Linked DNA regions of Sus scrofa: regions 1 and 2 are each linked to region 3. Evidence: chromatin contacts called from public promoter capture Hi-C data. All regions are on one chromosome and are shown on one strand. Each heading gives the region's core, a stretch centred on a gene start, on an enhancer-like site or on the middle of the called end of the contact. The rest is flanking DNA. Distances are from core to core; before and after follow the strand shown.

What was found. Promoter capture Hi-C pulls out the DNA fragments that hold promoters and counts their contacts.
Region 1: a contact with region 3 is called in a promoter capture Hi-C map of liver, with 3 times the contacts expected there. The contact joins the enhancer-like site here to the promoter of PTGES2 in region 3. A contact is called at or near these places in 3 of 5 promoter capture datasets (fetal liver and liver), 12 of 47 Hi-C or Micro-C datasets (differentiating spermatogonia, embryonic fibroblasts, fetal liver and 6 more) and 2 of 2 datasets of contacts at active chromatin or transcription factors (alveolar macrophages and skeletal muscle).
Region 2: a promoter capture Hi-C map of fetal liver shows a contact between it and region 3, with 2.4 times the contacts expected there. The contact joins the enhancer-like site here to the promoter of PTGES2 in region 3. A contact is called at or near these places in 2 of 5 promoter capture datasets (fetal liver and liver), 9 of 47 Hi-C or Micro-C datasets (embryonic fibroblasts, epiblast stem cells, fetal liver and 4 more) and 1 of 2 datasets of contacts at active chromatin or transcription factors (skeletal muscle).

The regions. Positions count from the first base shown.
Region 1 is chr1:268,496,372-268,500,888 of Sscrofa11.1, forward strand. It overlaps LOC110256295 (a long non-coding RNA gene), which reads left to right. Exons shown (of 2, transcript XR_002337672.1): 2 at 1-333. Among named protein-coding and RNA genes, the nearest start is that of NAIF1, 33 kb to the right of the region's middle. Within about 2 kb of position 3,185, at least 16 of the 83 cell types and tissues checked have an H3K27ac peak or open chromatin away from gene starts, as enhancers often do. A contact at or near this core is called in alveolar macrophages, liver and retroperitoneal adipose tissue, where this site is marked.
Region 2 is chr1:268,514,436-268,518,976 of Sscrofa11.1, forward strand. No RefSeq gene overlaps it. Among named protein-coding and RNA genes, the nearest start is that of NAIF1, 15 kb to the right of the region's middle. Within about 2 kb of position 1,881, at least 24 of the 83 cell types and tissues checked have an H3K27ac peak or open chromatin away from gene starts, as enhancers often do. A contact at or near this core is called in fetal liver and liver, where this site is marked.
Region 3 is chr1:268,589,340-268,593,932 of Sscrofa11.1, forward strand. It overlaps PTGES2 (prostaglandin E synthase 2), which reads right to left and starts at 2,017. Exons shown (of 7, transcript XM_001927936.5): 1 at 1,228-2,017; 2 at 1-97. The coding sequence starts at 1,497.

The sequences.
Region 1 (4,517 bases), core at 1,935-4,434, 92 kb before region 3:
AGTGCCCATTCCACAGATGGAAGAACTGAGACCCAGAAAGAGGAAGCAACTTGTCCCAAGCCAACACAGCAATATGCAGCCAAGGGGGTGGGGCACCAGATCAGCCAGAAGTTTCTTTGCTCCCGTCTTGCCTTGGATGCCCTAGCCTGGGCCACATCTCCCCTCCTGCTCTGGGCAAAGTTTGCCCCCTTCCTGGCAGCCAGTGATCTGAGCCCTGCTCACTTGCCTGCCCCTCCCCCCTCCCCGTGACCTCCCCCCTCCCCGTCTGACCTCCACCCAGATCAATCTGCTTTCAGTTCCCCTGAAGAAATAAAATGCTGCCTGGTCTCTGAACCTTTGTACAGGCTGAGCCCTCCACCTAGAACACCCTTCTCACCACACCCCCCCCCACCAACCCCACTTCCTCCTGGAAGCCTTCCCCGATCACCTGAGACGTTTAGTCCCGTGGTCACATGTACGCTGCTGGATTTTCCACTCATTCACGCTGGCTTGCATTCATTTTCATCCAGTGTTTTCTAGATGCTAGTTTGGGTCAGGCACCAGGCTGGACAGCAGGGCTGTCGGGGGAACAGACCCTCCCTACCCGGCACAGTTCAGTCTCAGCCTAGGATGGGGGAGGGGAGGCGGCTGGGGAGGGGGCAGACAAGGCCAGCCCACGGGAGCATGGTGCTGGGCTGGGGAGGGGCCGTGCACGTGGGAGCCCACTGCTCCTCCAGCTCGAGTAATATATTTTATTTTGGCTGCACCCAAGGCATGTGGAAGTTCCTGGGCCAGGGATAAAACCTGTGCCACAGTTTCCACCTGAGCCACAGCCGTGGCAATCCTGGATCTTTAACTCAATGTGCCACAAGGGAACTTCCTCGAATAATATAAATATCCATATAAAAGGAGAAAGCCAGAGTTCCCGGTGTGGCTCAAGCGGAAAAGATTCTGACTAGCATCCATGAGGTTGCAGGCTCCATCCCTGGCCTTGCTCAGTAGGTTAAGGATCTGGTGTTGCCGTGAGCTGTGGTGTAAGTCACAGACGCAGCTTGGATTTGGCATTGCTGTGGCTCTGGCATAGGCCGGTGGCAACAGCTCTGATTTGACCCCTAGCCTGGGAACCTCCATATGCCTCAGGTGCAGCCCTAAAAAGACCACAAAAAAATAAAAATTTAAAATTTAAAAGGAGAAAACCACGGGAGTTCCCTGGTGGTCTAGTGGCTAGGATTTGGCCCTCTCACCACTATGGCCTGGGTTCAACCCTTCATCTGGGACCCGAGAGATCCCACTTCAAGCTACTGCACATCACAACCACACACACAAAAAAAGGAGACAACTTCTCAGAGCCCCAGAAAGGTGACATCAATTATTGCCATTAATCTGGTCCCTCAGTACCTATGAACATGATGACCACACTAGCTGACAAGTATTGCACCCCCTGCTCTGTGCCCCCAACCTGTATTACTAACTCACCCAGTCCTTACTACCACCTGCGAGTTAGGGACAGTTAGTGTCCCCATTGTACAGAAGAGGAAACTGAGGCTCAGAGACGGGAGTCGTTTGTCCCTAATCGCACAGCTAGGACGTGGCAGAGCCAGGATGTGGAGACACACAGCCAGGGTCCCAAGTCCTGGATTCTTGGCCACCACACCACACAGCTACAAATTAAGCACAAACCAAACTTCAAGAACAACAGCACCCAAATGACTGCCCAAACCCAATGTGACAGACGACAATGTTTTGTGGGAATGAGGTTGCCCCTCCGCCGTGTGGAGGTCTTTGCCTGCGTTTCCCTGGGGGGCCCCCCCGGCCTGCCCACGAGATTTCTGGTTCCAAACCACAAGGAATCAACAGCTTTGTTCTTCACTTGGAATAACAGCAACTTTTTTTTTTTCATTTAATTTTTGAAATAGATAATACTTTCCCGTGGTTCCAAAATTTTCAAAAATTATATGTACATAGGGATTCCCATCATGGCTCAGTGGTTAACAAACCCGACTAGTAACAAACCCGACTAGCATCCATGAGGGGGCAGGTCCGATCCCTGGCCTCGCTCAGTGGGTTAAGGATCTGGCGTTGCTGTGAGCTGTGGTGTAGGTCGCAGATGCGGCTCAGATCCCGGGTTGCTGTGCCTGTGGTGTAGGCCGGCAGCTACAGCTCCAATTAGACCCCTAGCCTGGGAATTTTCACATGCCACAGGTGCAGCCCTAAAAAACCAAAAAATAAAACCACAAAAAATGGTGAAAAGTGAAAGTAGAAAATAGCACTCCAAATTTGTTTTGCACAGGCCTCTGCAGAGGCCGCATGCACCCCATGCAGCGAGAGTGGCGCTGCCAAGCTGCTTCTGAGGAACTGTACTCAGCATCCCGGTGTCAAACCACCAAAGATTTGAACTTTGTTTATGAGCGTCTGTGCTTTGTCTCTCTCTCTCTCTCCTTATTTTTTTTTTTTCCCTTCCAGTGGCATGTGGAAGTTTCCAGGGGACCAAACTCAAGCCACAGCAGTAACCAGAGCCACAGCAGTGACAACACCTGATCCTTAACCCCCTGAACCACCGGCGAACACCTGTCTTGGCTTATTTTGTACAAGCTGTGTCCTAAAGTAATTGTGTCTTTGCCTTATGCCATGTTGGCTTTCAAAAGTCTTCATAGGAATACTCTACTGTCTGATACCCTCTATTCGTTGTTGGTATTATTTTTATTATTATCTGTCTCCTACCACCCCTGAACTCCAACTCCTTGAGAGCCAGGACTTGGCATTTTGGGGTTTTGCTCACTGCTCTATCCTTGACACGGAGCCTGGCACACAGTAGGGGATGAATGAATGAAGGAATGAATGAAGCAGAGCAAGGATGAGGAACACTAGGTTTGGGGTCAGCAGACCTGCGTGCACTCTCTTCTCAGCCTTATGCCCTAGATGCTGTGTGACCTTGGGTGAGTGATGTCCCCTCTCTGAGCCTCGGTTTGTCCATCTGGGCCTCCTCAGAGAGTAGCTGGGAGCTGCACAGGGCGTGCAGGCAGGACACAGGGAACAGCAGCCACCTGCTCCTTGACCTTGGCGAGTCTGTGCTGCCAGCTTGCAGATACACGCGGATGCACATGGCAGTTTGCAAACAATTCCTGGGGCTCCCTGACCCCGGGTTCATCTTCTAACAGCCCCGCCCTAGGTGAGGAGCCCGGCCTCTGGGAGGGGGAGGCAGGCGGGGACACCAGGTCAGAAGGCCGTGTTCCTGACGGATGGACCAGACCGCACCGAACAGGCTGGGCCTCCCTCAGCAGAGTTAAAGTTCTAGAATGTGCTGCATAAGCACTTCCTTCCTCTGGGTGACGGGTAACCTCGGCCGCAGGAGGGCTCAGCCCTGATATTCCCGTGGCCGAGGTTCTCGGATACGACAGTGTGATAAGAGCGGACAGTCGTAGAGTTCCCATTGTGGCCCAATAGTAACGAACCCGACTCGTATTCAGGAGGATGGGGGTTCGATCCCTGGCCTGGCTCAGTGGGTTAAGGACCCAGCATTTCCATGAGCTCTGGTGTAGCTCACAGATGCGGCTCCAATCTGGTGTGGCTGGGGCTGTGGTGTAGGCTGACAGCTGCAGCTCCAATTGGACCCCTAGCCTGGGACATTCCATATGCAGAGGGTGTGGCCCTAAAAAGACCAAAAAAAAAGAAGAAGAAGAAGAAGACCAAAAGGCAAGAGGTTAGGCAGTAGGAGCCACGGCCAGAGGATGACTGAGCTCTGGCTAAAAGGATGTGGGCAGAAGCGAAGAAGCATCATTTCCAGACCTGACCCACTTCCTCCTCTACCCTCTCTTTCCCCATCTGCCAGTTGGAGGTCTGTGCCCAGGGCCACCTGGGAACCACACGTGGCAACAGCAGAGCCTCCATCAGCCGCCAGCTCCCCTGACGACTCCTCAACTCAAAGCCCTTCCCACCCGTCCCTCTGTGCCCAGACTGAGACCTGAACTCCTAACCGGCTCAACACCGAGACCTCAAGTGTTGTCCGTTCCTGAAGCCTGTTTATTCTGTTTTTCCACCAGGATCACTTTAGACACATCCTTAAAAAAAATGCTTGTATTTTTCCGCCAGCTTACCAAACTGAGACCGAGCGTAAAAAGCTCCACATGACAGAAATAAGGAGCGAAGGTCTCCTGCGCACCCTCCCTGCCTCTGCAATGAGCGAATCACTATTAATAGTTTGGGTGAAATTCCTCCAGATCTTTCCGATATGTAATGACAGCATATTTTTATACAAAAAGCATCACACGATACATGCTGTTCTGTAAGATTTCCTTTCACTTAGCAGCATACCCTGGATAGCTTTCCATGTTTGGACAGGGGGATTTACTTCATTCTTTTTTTTTTTTTTTTTTTTTTTGTCTTTTTAGGGCTGCACCCATGGAATATGGAGGTTCCCAGGCTAGGGGTCCAATCGGAGCTGTAGCTGCCGGCCTGCGCCACAGCCACAGCAATGCAGGATCCGAGCCGGATCCTTAACCCACTGAGCGAGGCCAGGGATGGAACCTGCATCCTCACCA
Region 2 (4,541 bases), core at 631-3,130, 75 kb before region 3:
ATTATGGAAAAAAAATAAAAATCATTAAAAAAAAGAGAAGGGATTCTGGGGAAAAAAAATAAAAATAAAAAAATTTTAAAAAGATTCCGGGGAATTCCAATGGCCATCAAAGGATAACAAACACTGTTGTAGCAAAATTCTTCTGCCACCTGTACCTCAGGTCACCAAGACCTCTCCTGCCAGAATGAGTGGTTTAAGCCGGGGCTCCTCTGTAAGGACCCACAGCATGGAGTTGGGGATGGGGGAGAGCGGGGAGCGGGGGACGGTGTCGTGAATCACAGCGCTGGTCACTTTACAGATGAGACTGAGACTTGGAGAAATAAATCACATCTCTGGGTTAGAAGCCGCAGAAGTCACTCGGGTTAGTTACCGCAAATAGTGGAAGGGTCTATAAAATTAGCACGCAGGCACGGGCAAGGGGGACCTGTGCAGGGGGTCTGGCTGGGAACCTTCCCGAACTGTGGTCCCTTATGCTGGACGCTCTCAGTCCTGCCTCCCCTCCCGTGTTCCTTCCTTCCTCTCCTTGTGCTGAGTAACCTTTTCTTGCTTTTTGTTTTTTGTTTTTTTAAGGGCTGCACCCGCGGCATATGCAAGTTCCCAGGCTCCGGATTGAATCAGAGCTACAGCTGCCATCCTACACCACAGCCAGAGCCGTAACAACACAGGATCTGAGCCGCGTCTGTGACCGACACCACAGCTCACGGCAACACCGGATCCTTAACCCACTGAGCAAGGCCAGGGATCGAACCCACATCCTCATGGATACTAGTCGGATTAGTTTCTGCTGTGCCACAACAGGAACTCCCTGATTAACCTTTTCTATTTCTTGGTGAATGAGGTGGAAGAAAGTTCAAACAGCCTTAAAGGCTGAGCGGGTCTCCAATTCTAAATTAGGGAGCAGAGAAAGCCAATTGGCCGGGTTTGTACCAGGTCGCATCTGCTCGTCCAATCAGCGGTGGCCAGATGGGCGGAATCACGTGGTTCCAACATCAGGGAGGAAGGTGGAAAGGAGGAGGGGCAGAGGTCACCGTGTTCTGGACCTTGAGGTTTAAACAGAATCACGTGAGAGCCTGTTGAAAATCCGCACGTCCCCACCCCGCCACTATCAGTTTTGGTTGGTCTGAGGTGGGGCTCAGAACTGTGTGTTAATAGCACCGGGGATCTTAAAGCGAAATCTCTGGTTATAGCTTGAGAAACATCTAATCTAGGACAACACGCTGAAGCTATTTTGCCCTGGAATCTAAACTGGAGACCCTCAGGGTGAGAAAAACACTAGGACGCTTTCAGCGGCTAAGGCCAAACACCCGCTTAAAATGACATCCCCCAATCGGAGATGGGCAGGTGCTATAGCTGATATATCTAAGAGGGATCTGCTTCAGAAATTGCTGGATTCGGAGTTCCCGTCGTGGCTCAGGGGTTAACGAATCCGACTAGGAACCATGAGGTTGCGGGTTCCATCCCTGGCCTTGCTCGGTGGGTTAAGGATCCGGCGTTGCCGTGAGCTGTGGTGTAGGTTGCAGACGCGGCTCGGATCCCGCGTGGCTGTGGCTCTGGCGTAGGCTGGTGGCTACAGCTTCAATTAGACCCCTAGCCTGGGACCCTCTATATGCCGCAGGAGTGGCCCAAGAAAATGGAAAAAAAAAAAGACAAAAAAAAAAAATCAGTTGCTGGATTCACGTACTCAAACCCCAGCTAAAATCCTTCTCCACCCCCTGCTTAGCCTTTCCTGGGTTGGTGTCGTCATTAGGCGCGCTTCCTCCCTGGGGTGACCTTCCCAGAGCCTCAGGTTTTCATCTTGCTATCTGGGAAATAATGGCAGTGATGACGGCCAGAGTCCCTAGACAGACTCTCATTGGTCCATTTGGGTCACGTGCTCTCCGTCAACCAATCGCTGTGATCAGAGGAATGTGTTCCGCTCTTGGACCAGTCCGGGGCCACAGCTTTATCACTCAAGCCAGAGTGGGGATCCCTCCCTCACCCTGCGAGGAGGAGGGATGATTCCTCTAAGAAAAACTAGACTGCAGCAGCCGGGAGGGCCCCTGGGTGCGGAGCAGGCGCTAAAAACAGCCAGAGGAGATAACAAGGCCATTGGGGGCCAGCCTCCCACCTGGACAGGACCGTGTTGGAGGCCTGCCTAGAAACGGTGCTTCTGCCAGCCTCAGCCTCGGTGGGTGTCCTCGCAGGGGGCCAGTCTCTGTGTTTGGTTTCTGACAGGCAGGTGGCATGTGAATATCACTGCCACATGTGTCAAGACTGACTCAGCCTGGAGCCAAGCAAAGAGCCCAGCCCGGATCCTCCCCGTGAGTTGGACCCAGCCTGGGCAAAGGTGGGGCGTCCGGGAGGGGCCTCTTTCCTATGAACTGATGCAGCTATAATGGCCAACACCCATCATATGGATGCGGAGACTGAGGCACAAAAGGAGGGATCTGGTGCCCAGGCCTTCTGCTGCCAAACTCTGCCTCTAGCTGCCCTCCTCTCGCTCCTCCTGAGGGGTACAGCCCTCCCCCCCAAGGGTGAGGTACAGCTTGCCCAACTGATGTGGTTTGACTCTAGCCCATAGGTGTGTTTCATCGGCTTTGTACAGGCTTTACAAATATTTAGTAGCTGAAATATTTAAACTGGGAGATTTGGGAGTTCCCGTTGTGGCTCAGCGGTAATGAACCCAACTAATATCCATGAGGCTGCCGATTCGATTCCTGATCCCTCATCCTCTCATCGGCTCTCCGCAGGAGGGGAAACCCCACAGCCCAGCGAGAAGGTGTGACCTGCCCAAGGTCACAACACTCAGGTGAGGCTGGGCCACTCGGGGTGCGGTTCCTGACACACCTGTCAACCTGTTGCAGGTCCAGAGTCCAGGCCACAGCTCCAGAAGGCTGATTCATGCTCAGCCTCTCAGGAGAAGCTGACTCACAAGGAGGAGGCAGCATAGCCAGACACACCTGGGGTGGACCCCCAGCCCTGCCACATACAAATGATGCGCCAGCAGGTGAGTCCTCCTGGCCTCAGTCTCTTCATCTAGCAGATGGGGAAAGGCAAAACATCCCTCGGGAATGCTATTGGTACTCAGTGCCATCAACACTGAAATGAAAAGGGGAATTTTTTTCCCTGCTCCTATGCCATGTAGAAGTTCCCAATCCAGGGATAGAACACGCGCCACAGCTTGACCCACTGGAGATCTTTAACTGCTGGGCCATCAGGGAACTCCAAAAAAATGAGTTAAATAGATACCCAGCGAGTTCCCGTTGTGGCTCAGCGGAAGCAATCCAGCTAGTATCCATGAGGATGCAGGTTCGATCCCTGCCCTCGCACAGTGGGTTAAGGATTCAACATTGCCAGGAGCTGTGGTGTAGGTGGCAGATGGGCTTGGATCGCCCATTGCTGTGGCTCTGGCGTAGGCCGGCAGCTGTAGCTCCTGTTTGACCCCTAGCCTGGGAACTTCTATATGCCCAGGGTGTGGCCCTAAAAAAAAAAAAGAGAGAGATAGAATGCTTGTGAGAGACGCAAGCGGGCAGGCAGGAGGCTCTGCCCCCAAGATCCGGTGGGCTACAGTTTTATTATCCAAGGGGAGTGGGGGTTGGAAAAGACCGCCTCTTCCTCCTCTTTCTTCCAGTAGTAGCTCCTCCTTAGTATCCAGTAAGGTGTGCATTCAAATCAGCAGAAGGGCTGTCCTCAACTCCTGCCCTGGGTCTGAATCTGAATGCAGGCCTCATTCCATCCCTGACCCAATGCCTCCATCGACCCAATGCCTCCATCGACCCATTGCCTCCACTAGTCAAGCAGGCCTGCCTCGTTCTGATGGCTTTTTCTTGAGCAATTATTAACTTACTGTGATTTCCCAACATCCCCAAGATTAACCTCTCTCTCTACCATCCTTTACTGGGGCTCCTACAACCACCTCCACAACAGCCTACTCTCTCCTGACCAGAGCCCCTCACAGAGTCAGGCTCTAGGTGAGAACAAAGTGGACGAGGTTGCTGAAGCCAAGAGGGTCCCAGTGAGGGATCAGCTGGAAAAGAAGCGAGTCCACTCCGGATGAGGCTAAGGGCTACCATGTTGTATGATGCTCCCCTTGGGAGCTACGAGAGGGCACAGCAGGGGAGAGCCTGCCTGGGCTGGGGGAGAGGGGAGGAGGTAGGGAGAGCCTCTTGAGAACGTGGCATCCAGGCTGGGTTCCTGAGAGCTGCCCAGGAGGTGGCCAGGGGAAGGGTGGGGCAGAGAAGGTGACGCATGATTCAGCAGAGAACCAGCACATTCCAGCTCAGCCTCGGGGCCTCCAGCACTGGAAAGTCCATTTTGAGAACCCCATCACGCTTTGGAAACACCATGCCAAGTTTAGCTCATCCTCTTGAACCAAAAGAATGGGTTTGTCCCTGCCTGTTTCTTTCAGTAACCACCTTGCCACCCCACGAGGCCCCAGCCAGTTGTCTAGAATTTCTCCCAGAGTTAAGAAGTCTTTTCCAGGGAAATTTCCAAATGGATCTGCACAGATGGGGCCCCTCCCAGGCCCAAGATCTCTTTCTTTCTTTCTTTCTTTTTTTTTT
Region 3 (4,593 bases), core at 767-3,266:
GCAGGGCGTGGAAGTCGAGGAAGGCGCGGACTTTGCTGCAGAATGGACACGTCTTGTACTGGTATAGAGTCAGCTGCAGGCGGCTGGACAGCAAGAGCTGGGGGAGGAGCAGAGGAGGGGGGCTTCTGAGACCTGGTGCCCAGGCCCCGCCCCCGGCCCCGCCCTCAAGCTGAAGTTTCCCGAAGGCGTCTTCTAGGCTGACCCTGAGAACTAGAGAAGGAACCCAGGATAGACGGCAAGGAGAAAAGGAGGCGCAGGGAGGGGAGCGGGCTCGAGCAGCGGGCAGCTCAGGCTCAGGCGCCCGACCAGTGGGCTCCCCGGGAAGAAAGGAGGACTCTTCCGGTTTCTCGCCAACGCTAGAGAGACATCTCTCTCCTTCCTGTCCCGAGGGAACTTCAGACACTGCCAGGTGGACCCCCCTCCCCGATGCAATTGTTTCTTCAACTTGGGAGTGCCCCCCCCCAACTCCCCCACTCTCAATCCAAGGGACCTCGGGGTGAGGGGGCAGAGCCCAGCGTTTCCGAGTCTCCAAGAGGGGAGTCCTTGTATCTGGGCCACGGACCTGCATAGAACATGCACAGCAGGAGAGCCCCAGGTAAGCTCGCTGCAGATTCCTATCTGAAAGGCACAGCTGCAGTCGCCTCGCCCCCGACGCTGTTCAGAGATGGGAGACTGAAGCTGGACCATGGGTGGGGGGGGGGGTGGACAGGGAGATACAGAGAAATCTACTCCCCATCTGCCATTCTGGTTCCCTTGGATTCCGAAACCAGGCGCCTGTGGGGTGTGATGGGACGGGGCTGGTGCTGTGTACAAAGCATCGTAAGGGCAGCTAGGGTCATCGGTTTCGTAAAAACACTAATAATAGTACTAATAAATAAACACACAACCTCAGGATTTGGAGACGGTAGGAGGGAGACAAACGTTTGCTAAAGTGATAAACTGTGAAAGAGGCTTTCCGTTTCAGTGATCGCCAAATCTTTCTATTAAGAAGTCTTAAAGCCGGTTAGAAAAACGACCTTAAAACAAAGACAATTCTCGTTAGCTGACATTAGCGCCCCATTTCACAGATGAGGACGCTGAGGGATCAGAGACTTAAAACCAAGTCACTCGCTCAAGGTCAAGAATGGACAGAGGAGACGATTCCTGACCCCGCCGGTTCCCAGAAGTCCCGAAGTTCGGCGCTGATCCCAGCGCCCCCACCCAAGGCTCGGTCTGGCCAGGGCTTACCTGCGCGGCTGTGCGCTCCGCTCGGAGGTCCTGGGCGCGAAGGTGCCACCGCACGGTGTGGTACAGCCCCAGGGCGCCCCCCAAGGCCAGTGCTGCCGCCCCCAGGAGCCGTGGGCCCCCCTTGCGGGTGGTGGCGGTGGGGCCTGGGCCTCCCGCCGCTCCGGTGAAGCCCGCCCGGCTCTGCTCGGGGAGTCTTAGAGAGGGACGACCGCCCAGTCTCCAGGCCAGGGCGCGCCCGCTGGGCCAGAGAACCCGTGCAGCATGGGCCATGTTCGTTTCGCCGGCACCGCGGGAGGGCGCGAGAAACAAAGATGGCCCGGGCTCAGGCTCTCTCTAAAGGGGCGGGTCTCCGGCGCCTGGAGGTTGCCAGGGGTGACTGTGAAGCGGAGCGGGAAGGGACAGCTCTCATGGGACGGGGCGTGAGTCCCCGGCACCCAGCTTTCACACACCCGTCAGAAACAAAGAAACATCTAGGGAGATCTGCTAACTGTCCCCGCTTCTAACGCGTAGATGTAACCGGTCGCGGCGGTGACCCGGAGCCGAACGTAGGAACTCGGCCGCGTAGTTCGCCTTATGGCCCTCAGCGTCATCCGTAATATGCAACCAATAGAAAGAGATTGAACCCTTTAGGATACTGGGGATAGCGTCACGGCATCGGGTCCAGGAAAGCCACGGAAACTGCCCACCGGACCCGCAGTAGGTGGGAGCCCGCGACTGGGGCTTTTTCTGCCCTCCCGCACCGCTGCCCAATTTCTTCTGTAACCTGAACCATAAAATTTTCCGTGCACTCTGGGGGCTTTAGAAACCACGTGTCTCAGATTTCTCCCAACCCGAGGCGCCGGCTGGCCGACCCGCAGGTCCCCAGCGGCAGGATGGAACAGAGAGAATTGGGGTCCCAAGATATTCTGTCCCTCTGTCGGGCTCCTTCGCCCAAGTCGAGGGCCCGAGCCTCAGCCACCTAGGCTTCTCGGCGGGCAGCCCCAGGTTGGCCCCGCCCGGCGATCGCGAGTGGAGCGGTGCTCCTGGAGTGGGAGGGGGGATTTGTAGGCGGAACAGGTTGTGGGCGGGGCAAGACAGAGATTGAAAGACAGGCGGGCACAGAGCTTGACTGCCCCAGAAGAAGAGAGAGCAGGGCTGCTCAGAGGAACCTGCTCTGGATGGGGCGGGGCGGATCAGGGGCGGAGCTCGGGCCTCGGGGCTCCGACCCTGGGGTCAGGGCACCAGCCATCCGAGTGGGTTCCTTTGCCGCTTTCCACTCTTCCAGCTCTGAGTTCCTTCCACCGCCTCCACCTTCCTCCTGGTGCCGGCTGTCTGCGCGACCCTCGCCGCCTTGGATCGTCCCGCGGTCCTTATGGCGCCCTAGCCCGCAATGTCGGGACCTGGGCTCGGAAGGCGGGAACGACGGCTTTGGAGAAGCAGGCGACCCAGAGGGGCTGCTGAGGCGACATTTGCTTTTTCGGGGGTGCTCTCTTGGGAAGAGACCTGGGGTGTGGGATAGGGGCCGGGAAGGAACAGCAGAGCCCTCCTCCATCCCCTCGCCCCCGGGTGGGTCCGGAGCTGCAGGCGTGCTCCCGGGGTTCAGGGCGAGCACTGCTAGCGGGTCTCTGGAAACTGCAGCGTTCAAGAACTGTGGCCACAGGCCACAGATGAGGAAACTGGGGGCCTTTGGATTTGGATTTGTTCTAGCCACTTCTTTCAGGCCCGTTGGAGACGGGGGCTCCTCAAGAGGGCGGGGCCGGGCGTGGACCCTCTGGGTGGGCGTGCCAATTTGCTGAATCAGCATCCCCTGCCCCCTTTGCTGGTGTGGCCTGAAGCCCTGGTGAATGTGACTTGCTTACAGAAGCCGCCTGTTGCCTGCATAGCACTGCGGGGGGTGGGGTGGGGGTGTGGAGAGAGAACCTTCAGCTCCCTTCTCACCTTCTGGAGCCTCCGTTTCCCCATCTGCAAAATAAGAATGACGGGTAGTGTCTCCTGCATTGAGATGGGCCAGGATTAAATGAGAAAACGAATGGGCAGAGCCTGGAGGCTGGTGAGGCCAGTGTTTTAGAGAAGCCTATTTTTTGCCCACTCAGCAGCTTCTCCACCTTTGCCAAGTATAGGAAGGAAACCCAGTGATCCAATCTTCCACCAAACCACTTGGCAAATTCTCCCTTGTGTCCTCCTGGAAAGATTGGCAAGAGGTAGGGTCAGGCCTGCATCTCTGCCTGCCATCCAGTGCTCACTACCCTGGGTCCCTGTACTGCCTCTTCCTTAATTCATTCCAGCCAGGGGGGTCTCCTGCCTGTGGCTGAGCTGGATGGTTGCTCAAGTCTGAGCAAATCCCAGGAATGGTTGTGCTTTTCCCTGTTGCTGTGCAACATCTGGGGACAGGTGACTGAGACTCAGGGTTCTCATACAGAAGAGAGGACAGAGCCTCTGTCCAGGCATAGCCCAGATCCTACCAGCCCAGGAGCCCCATTCTGGGCTATAGGTTCTGTGACCTCCCATTCGTATCTGACCCTAGCGGCCAGTCTCCTGGACACATGAGCCCGCGTGGGACCCCACCCCTCCTTGTTTTCCCTCGCTCTGTCTTCTGCAGTCCTGCTGCTTAAGAACTGGGTTCCTCTGTGGAAACGAACCTGACTAGTATCCATGAGGATGCATGTTCAATCCCTGGCCCCGCTCAGTGGGTTAAGGATCTGGTGTTGCCGTGAGCTGTAGTGTAGGTCGCAGACATGGCCCCCAGCTGCAGCTCCAGTTCGACCCCTAGCCTGGGAACTCCCATATGCCACACTTGTGGTCCTAAAAAAATAAAAATTAAAAAAATAAATGATTGAATTGGTAAATGAGAAGAGACAAAAGAGACCTGTGCAAAAAAATTCCAAATAATTTGTGTGTGGACTTCTTTTTTTTTTTTTTTTTTTTTTTTTTTGCTTTTTAGGTCTGAACCCACAGCATATGGATGTTCCCGGCTAGGGGTCAAATCTGAGACGCAGCTGCCGGCCTACACCACAGCCACAGCAACTCAGGATCCAAGCCCTGTCTGTTACCTACATCACAGCTCACAGCAAGGCTGGATCCCCAACCCACCAAGCGAGGCCAGGGATCAAACCCGGATCCTCATAGATACCAGTTAGATTCCTTTCCCCTGAGCCACGACGGGAATTCCTGTGTGTAGACACCTTGCCCTCGAGGAGGTGGAGGAAAACTGCCCCCCCTTGGATACGGGCTGTGCAGAGTGACTTTCCTCCCAAGAGCTCAGTGTGAGAAGGGGGAAGCAGGAGTGACTTGCCGTGGAGCAAACTGACCGTCCCTCCTCAGCCAGGAGATCAAGGTCAGCACCCACCGTGAGCAGTCATGTCGATAGGAGGCACCCTTCCCAGGGCA